Regions from separate parts of the Cricetulus griseus genome. Here region 2 is linked to region 1. A link is a contact called in public Hi-C data. All regions are on one chromosome and are shown on one strand. Each heading gives the region's core, a stretch centred on a gene start, on an enhancer-like site or on the middle of the called end of the contact. The rest is flanking DNA. Distances are from core to core; before and after follow the strand shown. Region 1 overlaps LOC100774011 (serine/threonine-protein phosphatase 6 regulatory ankyrin repeat subunit B). Region 2 holds the start of LOC100774011 (serine/threonine-protein phosphatase 6 regulatory ankyrin repeat subunit B).

Region 1 (4,794 bases), core at 916-3,415:
CCCCATTTGCACAACCTCATTTCTTCATTTAAATTTTTCAAGTGAAAGATATGAGATTCTCTGAGCTGATGACCCCAGAGATTCAAATCATTCAGACAGGAAATAGTGCCCAGAGCAGGTCAGGTCTCTTTATGGGTCAAGGGTTAGGGGCATCTGGTTCCATTTCCCTGCTAGAATGCTTTTACCTAAGAACAATATGCCTTGGGTTTTATAAAGGTAATTGCTCCAGTAAACTCTGGAGAGGGTGATGAGCCTACTTTTTTTACTTGAAGTAAAAAAAAAAAAAAAAAAAAAAATTAAGTGTTAGCTTGTAGAGGAAAAGTCCATTGGGATGACTCTGGTCGAGTCACCCCATTACGTGTGGCTTTGGCTTCTATTCTTTTGTAAGTTTGTGACCTTTGAGACCTAAGTCACACCATCTCCTTTATCTCCTCAAATCTGAACAATTGATTTCTGTTTTGCTCAGAGTAAACTCAAAGTTGTTACCACAGACTAGGAGGCCCTGTGAGATGTTGTGGCGGCTGTTCTTGTTCTCCCCATGCTCTCTCCCCACTCTGGTGGCCACACTGTTGTTCTGTGGACATGCCAAGCATTCTCCTATGCCAGGACTTTACACCTGTGCCCAGCACCTTCTGTCAGATAGCAGTGGGACTAGCTCTCAGGCCCACTGTGCAGATGTGATATTCTAAGCTCTGTAAAATAGCACCCTGTCTGCCACCTCAATACTCCACCGCATGGATTCCATTCCATTTTCTCCTGTAACACTTATTACCATCTGGCCTGCAATTACTTGCTAATATCTCTTCAGTATGGGAAACTCTTCAAGGACAGAGGCCTCATTCCTCCCCTGTAACATCTCCCCCTAGAAAAGTGTTTGGCACTATTCATAGCCAGTGTGTGTCCCCTGGAGGACAGAGACTGGTACTGATGAGGATGAAGCTGGGATGTTGACACACAGGGGCCACCAGATCCTCTTCTAATTGCTTTACCCCAATTAGCTCATGCCATTCCCACAATGGCTCTTGATGAGGCACTGATATCCCTTCCTTCTGATGGGTGGGGAAACTGAGACACAAGACGTTAGGTATTTGGCCAACATCACACAACTAACAAACTGACAAACTCAAAGGAACCTTAACTAATTCACCCCCTTTAATTTACAGTGGAAGAAAACATGTTCAGATGAGTTACTGATGAGAAGAGTGGCATCTAGCACTGCCTCTCCCTGTCTTCTCTGACCCCCCCTGCCAGCTGCAGCACTGCTTTTGCCATGGTGTCATCACCATGCCACCCTTCCCTATGTGAGGGGAGACCCAGAGAGCTCAGAAGCACACCTCACACACAGTGAACACAAAGCAAATAATTTGGGGAGGGGGGCAGAAATGAGGATAGAATGTTTGGAAGCCTAGAACTCTCTTCTCAGTAGCAATTCAGTCAGCTCCATGTAGAAAGGGCATGAGGATTTGGCTCTATAAACCCTGGCTAAGAGCATCTATGCATACCCAGCTCTGGCACAGCTGGGTCAGGCACAGCTGACAGCAGCACGGGGGACCTTGCTTGGGTACAGAAGACAGCTGCACAGGATTGAAAGAGCAGCCTGCTCTCAGAGCCAACTGCTATGAAACCCTGTCCATATGAGCACGCCACTGCCCACCCACCTTCTCCATCCAAGTCTACCTCCTGGAACCAAGATCGATGGCTAATTTCACAGCATCCAAAATGTATGTGTGCATGAGAGAAGGTTTATGTGTTTAGTGGATGTGTTGATGGGTGTGTCAGAGGCTATGAGTGGGCTCTACAGCTATGCTGGCAAGTATGTGGGGACACAGGCAGTGGAGGGTGGGCTCCTCACAGAGTGACTGGCCCTGGACACTCCCAATCCTTGTGTCGAGGCCTTGTCTCTTCTCACCTTGTAGGAATGCCCACTGGTACCTATTAATAAAACATTCCCCTCTCTAAACTTTCATTGGAATAACACTAAAGAAGTGTTTGTGCATCATATAGATAAAATGTACCTGTTAAAAGTAGACCTGGCTCCTTTTCATTCTCCTTGAATCCTGTCCCATTGTATTTACTAAACAAAGACACATCTAAATACCATCTGGACCTCTATGACTAGCGCATGACTGAGTGTTCACCATTCAACAGTGCTGGGGGCAGGCGAGCTGGCTGTGGCTGGGTGTGACTGCCAGGCAGCAGGGCTCTTTCAAACAGCTGCCAATCACTAAGAGTGAGTCAGATACCATCTGAAGCAGAGTTATGAGAGTGGAAGTACCTCCAGGAAGAGTTTAGGAGTCAAAAGTCTCCCCTGATTACCAGGAGGTGGGGAGTGAGTATTGCTAGTGAGAGCTCTGTCCCTCCCAGATCTCTCCAGCATGGACACTGGAGCCAGGACCTCCCTGGAGGCCCAAAGGCAAACCAGGAAGAATGACACAGTTGCTACCCCTTTTATTCTCACATAGGTTTGTTTAAAACCCACACAGGTTTTAATTGTGACATTTGAAAATGTGACATTGATTATTCATAGGTTTAACATTTGCATATCATTCTCTATAATCAGATCTTCAGCCAAAATGTTTCCTTTATATAAAAAAATGACTAAAGCTTACGGTGATCACTTATTATACCTGCTGTGGTAGCAACTTTATGCAGGCTTCATCTTTATATTTGTCCCCGTTCTACAGATGGGACACGGAGGACAAGGTAGGTAACTGTATGTAAGGAGAGGCTGGTGAAGCCAGGCCTATGTGAAGTAGGCTCTCTTGGCTGCCTATGCTTTCAACCCTCTGCTATTCTCATTAGCACCGATCACTGCCTTTCTGGGCTACATCTCAACAGCAGGCTAACTTTTTTGAACTTGTTCTTTGTGAGACAAATGGGAAGCTGCCCATGGCAGTTCACTTACCGCTAAGTGGAGTGGACTCTTGGGAGCAACGCAATCTGATTCTTCAAAATCAGTGTTGGTTCTTTCCAAAAGCTGTGGAGACAAAAAATAAACCAATAAATAAAAGAGTCATTAAGAAATTGTGATTTCTGGTTACTAACATGGGCATAAGTAAGGAGCGAGGCTTCAAACGTCAAGACAATTTTACAGCGTATCAGCAAACAAAGTGCCAAGATCAAGTATCACTGTCTCCAATTGACATGCAAACCAAGGACTTAAGCTTCCCGATCAACTTGACATTTGCTAGCTACTCAAAAGAGATGTTTGTACTTGAAAAGATGCTTCTTTGCCAATCCAGAAAATATCATGCATATTACATCTATTTCCCCGAGAGAATTCATAGTGAAAAATGATAGCTGGTGTTTATTTCATTATCAAATACACATTTACAGAAAATACTGTTGGGAAAAAATAGGTGAGTTCCCTTATTGTCATGAAGTTTACAGTTTAGAAAAAGAAACCAAACACAGACAAATAAATATACAAACAAGGAAGCATTTGAAGTGGCATGCGCCTCCATGAAAATAAAACATGGTGGTGGAATACGAGGCTGAGGGTTACCCTGGACCCATGGGAAGGGAAGGCCTCTCCAAGGTGATATTTCCAGTCTGAAACAATGAGATGTAAGAGAAGCAACATTGTAACAACAGAGGACTGGGAGAAGGGTCAATGAAATGTACCAAGTGATAGCGATGAATTAAAAAAAAAAAAAAATCTTGTGGTGCTGGGAAGAGTGAGAGGACGATGGTACTCACGCTCCTGGACTACTGTTAAACCTTTTTGCTTATTCATCCTAGACATTAATCCCCCAATCAATAACAAGATGAGTGTAGCATGAGACACGCATGGAGAATGCATTCATGTAACAGACATTTAGGGAACGATTACTGGGTGCAGTAATGATTAGAGAATGATTATGTTGTACTGAAGAGCCAATAGCAAAAGTCAGCTTTCTCATGGAGGTAGACATACAATAGGAAAGCTACAGAGTTCATATATTGTATGAGGTGTTATGAAAAATGGAGCAGAGATGGGGGTTTTGAGGGCTTGAGGGGAATCCCTCTGCAACGTTACACACAGCAATGGGGCGGGCCTCACTGAGTAGGTGATGGCCAAGCCTAATCTGGAGCAAGAGGAGAGAGCCATGTGGCTATCTGGGCATCCCCAGGAGAAGTATGGGCAAACAATAAGCTCCTTGGGAACAGGTGTTCTTAATATCATCAAGGAGGCTGGAGCAATGGGGGTGTGGGATGAGAATGCAGAGGAAGAAACAGGTGAGGGTAGGATGCTGGGAAGATCCCTACGTGGTCAAGATTTTGTCTTTGATCCACAGTGTGGTGGAAACTCACTAACGTGTTTTGAGTAGAGAAATGGCATGATCTAAATGTCTGATTCCAGTGTGACAATGATGGGGGCAATGTCCGCACCTAGGAGCTCAAGCAACAGCTTAGAAGAGAAATGCCATGGCATGGACCAGCAGGGAGCACTAGAGACAGATAGAGACAGTTGGGCTGGGTAACTGGAGATGCAGAATCAACCAATGTTGATTAAGCAGGAACACAACAAAAGTCGCACAAGCAAGACTTCATTTTGTAGTCTGGGTTACAGCATGAGTTCGAGACCAGTCTGGACAAGACAGTGAGATACTGTCTTAACACAGAAAATAAAGAGCGCTAGGGATATAGCTTGCTTAGCATGCACAGGGTCCTGGGATTGGCCCATAGAGTCCACAAGGCAAAAAGGAGATGGGCAGACACATAGACAGACAAGAGAGACAGACACAGAAAGAAGGACGGAGATGCCGAGATCTGAGCAGAATCTACAGAGAGAGACAAAGGATAGGCTTGCCC
Region 2 (4,794 bases), core at 1,105-3,604, 240 kb after region 1:
CCCACCACCCCACCCAGTCTTCCTCTGGCTTTGTCCTAAAACAGACTGGTGGGTTTAGGTGTTCTTGAGTCACAGAACTCCTTGGTTCTTTCTATACATCAGGAGATGGAGTCCAATGAAAGTTACAGCTCTTTCTCCCTGGTGACAGTTTCCTGGAGGAAGAGAGGGGATACATTTAGAAGCATTTTCACAGACAAACATCTTTGAGAGCCCTACTATGATAAGCCGATGATGATGGGCACAGCAGGCCACTCTTCACCAGGGCTGAAGCACATTAGGAGAAAGTGCCTTCTCCTACCCCATTTCAACACTCTGCGGAAATGAAGGAGGTGTCTCTGGGCCTCAGCTTTCTGCTGCTAGAGGAGCCTGGGAGGTGAGACCTCCAGCCAACAGCTGAGGGTCTTGAGAAAGACTTGCTTGCTTCTCCAGGTCAGCCTTTTCTACTCAGAAGATAAGGAATTCAGGAAAGATGATTTGCATCTTTATAAGTAAAATTCTGCATGGAATTCTTTCCTATATAACATAACAATGCCTACTAGAACCACAATGGTTAGGAATTAACAAAGTGTAGGAATGTGTACCATCAATGGTGACAGGACCTGGACTCTCGATACAATTGTAAGACTTAAAAGAAGTGACTATCTAACAGTTGGAGAAAATTGTGAACAAAGGCTAGAGAAAATCCTAGTATCAACTTACAAGCACTTTAAATGTTCAGGAGCCAATGAGGAGGGGCAGGTTCATCACAATTAACAGCTGCTCTCCCTGCTAAATTTAACAGACTTTTTAACTCAGTGACTAGAATGGAGTGGGGGAAGGGAAAGAAAGGACACAGTAAATATGTAAGGAAAACAAGTTGAGTAAATTCAATCTAAAGAGCAAAAGAAATCACTGTGTATCACAGCTGCAATGGTTGTATTTAAGTTGCAGGACATTCTGACTGGATACTAACTAGTAGGACACCTCTTAACAAGTTTGAGGTGAAGCCGGGCAGAGGTGGCATAAACCTTTAATCCCAGCACTCAGAAGGCAGAGACAGGCGGATCTCTGTGAGTTCAAGGCCAGCATGGTGCATAGTCTACAAAGCCACACAGAGAAACCCTGTCTCAAAAAATCAAAAAAGGAGGAGGAGGAGAAAGTGGTAGTAGTCGTAGCAGTAATAGTTTGAGGTGTTTAATGGCCTGTCTAGCACCGTGTGTCAAAGTCAAGACTGCCTCTCCGTTTGTCAGGCCCCCAAAACAATATTTCACTGTGGATGAATAAACCCGGGCCTGGAAAAACATGTTTTTTTGTTTTGTTTTGTGTTTTGTTTTTGTTTTTCATTTAAAGAGCTGCAAAGAGGTTTGGGTTTTTTGTTTTGTTGTTTTGTCTCTCAATCTCGCAACTTGCTTGGGCTTCCATGAGTGTCAATGTCCACTTGTGTAGCAAGGACTGTCAATAGGATTCACCAAATAACCCCATTGCTTCAAGCAGAACTCCAGGGTTGCCTGGTGTGACGTCTCAGCCAGAAAAGCAACAAAGCTGATGCGCACCAGCATCTGCAAGCTCACCCTGGGACCTGACTTCACCTCCGACTGGGAGATCGGAGCCCAGCGCGCATCTCTCAGCACCCCCATCCCGCACCCTACACCCAGCCTCTGGGCAACTAAAGAGGAAGTCGAGATGTCCTATCCAACGGATGAAGACAACCGGCCGCACCGGAGCGGGGATCCGGGCCAGTCTCTTGCCTGGCGAGGGGGAGAGGTCCAGAGCTGCGAGCCTCTCTCCCGGCGTCCACCTTCCTCCTCCTCCTCCTGACCCCGAGGGCAGCCTTCCCCGGGACAACCCCAGCCTGACTACTCCCGAGTGCGCAGCACGGCCCGAGGCTCCCCCTCCCCCGGTCGCTGCGGCGGCGGCCCGCGTCCCCCGCGCACGGCGGCCACTCCCGCACCCTGCCGACCCTCTCCAGCCGCGAACGCGCACTTGCGACGGCCCAGGGCGGAGACTGCGCGGGAGCTGAGCCCCGCGGCCGGCCGTGCACGCTCCAGCCTGCGCGTAAACAGCTCCGGGCGCGCTCCGCTCCGCTCCACGCCGCGCCCGCCGCGCCCCCTTCTCCGCGCCCCGCGCCCGGCGCCCGGCGTCCCTACCTGGTCGCAGAGTTTGAGCACTGCCATTCTTCCGCTCCCGCGCGCGCGCACACATACAGGTCTCAGCTCCGCAGATGTCACGCCAGGAGCCGGGGAAACGGAAGGGACAGCGCGGGGACCCGCCAGGAGCCGGGCTCCCGAATGTGACAGCCCTCCCACTGCTCCGCCGCCGCCGCCGCCGCTGCCGCCAGCAGCCCAGAGCCCAACCCCGGCTCGCGGGAGTCGCAGCCCGGCCCGCCCGCCTTTATACAGGAAGTGCCGGCCGCTGCCAGCTGGGCCGCCACTGACATCACCGCGCGCTGCCTCCCTCGCGCCGCCCGGGCCGACGCTGCCTCCTGCCGCCCGCAGCGGCTCCTCGCAGCCCGCGGCCCCGGCGCCCTCCCGCACCTGCACCCCGCACTGTCAGAAGCCCGAGGATGGGGGGTGGGGGGCTGACGGCGACCCTCCCCAGCAATCCCACCCTCGCGCACGCGACTGATGGCAAGCCCTCGCAGACACACCCCAGGGGCCCAGAAATCTTGCCACTCACAAGCCACCAACTTTCACCCTGGAGACTGCGTCACACCCCCTTTTCCCTAAACCTCTTCCCTAATCAGATTGCTCCAGCGCTCCAAATTTCTGCCACCTGGCCGCAGTGTGGACAGTCTCTTTGTTTAACATAGCGGAGGCCCTGGGCTCAGGATTCCAGTATTTCCCTAACACGTAGGGGCGGGAGGAACAGGGGCTCGGGCCCTTCATTTCAACTTCTGCAGCCACCTCCTAGCTAAACCACACACTACCCTAAATTGGTAGCCTGGACTTGGGGCTGGGGTAGCAATGAGAAGAAGAAAAAGAAAAAAAATTAAAAAAGAGAACAGTTCTAAATTGCTGCACAATCCTGCTGAATTAGTGTGTAAGTTGCCATGCTCCCCCCTCCCCTCCCGCCCCGCCCACAGACAGAAGACAGCTGCCCAGCAGCATGGGTTTCTAATACAGTGGTAGCAATCCGTAGTGCTTCTGAAATCTGGGAAGATAACTTATTAATTCAGGCAGAGGATAGGCATGGAATAAAACGGGGTGTAAGCAGATAAGATACTGGGCTGGCTAGTTTTTACCTCAGCTTGACACAGACTGTAGTCATTTGAGAAGAGAGAACCTCGGTTAAGAAAATGCCCTCACCAGATTGACTCGGGGGCAAGCCGATGCAGTGTTTTCTTGACTAATGATTAACTTGGGAAGACTCAGCTCACTGTGAGGGATGGCACCCCTGGATGATTGGTCCTGGGTGTGTAAGAAAGCAAGCAGGGCAAGCCATGAGAAGCAAGTCTGTAAATAGCCTGTGCTTCAGTTCCTGCCTCCAAGGTCCTGCTTCCAGGTTCCTGCCCTGGCTTTCTTCAGTGATGTGGAAGTGTAAGTGGAAATAAACCCTTTCTTCCACAAGTTGTTTTTGGTCATTTTTTTTTATTACAACAATAGAAACCGCAAGTAAAATGCTCAGATAAACCAGATAGTCATTGCTGATTGATATGATTTCAGACTGAGATAAGGGGTCATGAGGAGGGGTACTTGTGAAGGAAAAGGCCAGACCAGATTGGTGGATGAGGGCAGGCTTCTGTGAGAGAGGGGGAAAGCTGAGATCTAGAAAGAAAAGTTAATCAGGGAAGTGAGAGGTGGGGGCACTCCCAGGAAGCCATAAGTGCCCCTAGCAGGCCATGGAGCAAGCCTTCAGGCCTGTTGAACAAGTCACAGCTAGAGAGTGCTCTGTAGTTCCCTCACAAACCAATTATAGATTTTTCTCCCCGTGTCAGTGCCTCACCGAAGATTTCATGGTAGAGGGGAGTGACCGCAGTTGTTTACATCCTTGCATATCACCAACCCATGCTAGCTGGTGAACAGCTAAATCCCAAAGCTACTCTAACCCACCCTAGAGATTGGGTTCAACTCATTGCAGAGAAGGGGACCTGAGGAAGCACCCTCCTGGGTCCCCCTCCTTGGCCATAAGTGATAATCAGACACACTTTCCCCACAAAGTCATTGTCCCCAGACTCTTTTCAAACACAACTCAGGTTGTCTGTGGTGTGTTTGAGGCACTTCCATGCTACTGTTCCATAGACCGTGGGGGGGGGGGTGTATGAGGCACCTCCACACTCCTGTTTCACACAGTGTGTGTGTATGAGGCACCCCCCATGCTGCTGTTCAGCAGACTGTTCACTAATATCTTGCATAGATTTGTAAGTAAATAAAACAGGGAATTCCCAAGCTAAATATAATCATATTTCTAAAAGAGAGATAACAGATTATATAGTTTGACAGATTCACTTAAAATATGCATATGCATGAGTTCTTGAGTCAGAGTCAGTCCCCCACCCACCCACCTACCCCCTTCCTCTCTGAGACAGTGTCTCACTATATTACTGTCAATCTGGCCTTGAACTCTCAGTCCTCCTATTTCTGCATCCCAAGTGAGTGCTGCCACAGAAGGCTGTCACTGGAACCCTAGAAGTCTCTTTCATAGAAATTGTAAGTAGTACCTTTAACATTGCCTTCACTACCCTGAATTGAAATTCAAACATAATATATCTACTTACACAAATTTATTTTAAAATTCAATATGTTGCCCTAATTAGATAATAAATGAAAAACAAATGGGGAGATATAGTGGCTGCATATTTCAACAGATAAATGATGC

The links. A called contact is a pair of places that touch in the nucleus more often than the background predicts.
Region 2: a Hi-C map of fibroblasts shows a contact between it and region 1, with 3 times the contacts expected there. The contact joins the promoter of LOC100774011 here to the enhancer-like site in region 1. A contact is called at or near these places in 3 of 8 Hi-C or Micro-C datasets (the CHO-K1 cell line and fibroblasts).

What each region holds. Positions count from the first base shown.
Region 1 is chr2:409,114,951-409,119,744 of CriGri-PICRH-1.0, forward strand. It overlaps LOC100774011 (serine/threonine-protein phosphatase 6 regulatory ankyrin repeat subunit B), which reads right to left. Exons shown (of 28, transcript XM_035440952.1): 17 at 2,906-2,977. Among named protein-coding and RNA genes, the nearest start is that of Pgap1, 100 kb to the left of the region's middle. Within about 2 kb of position 2,166, at least 2 of the 6 cell types and tissues checked have open chromatin away from gene starts, as enhancers often do. A contact at or near this core is called in the CHO-K1 cell line and fibroblasts, where this site is marked.
Region 2 is chr2:409,356,348-409,361,141 of CriGri-PICRH-1.0, forward strand. It overlaps LOC100774011 (serine/threonine-protein phosphatase 6 regulatory ankyrin repeat subunit B), which reads right to left and starts at 2,355. Exons shown (of 28, transcript XM_035440952.1): 1 at 2,127-2,355. The coding sequence starts at 2,153.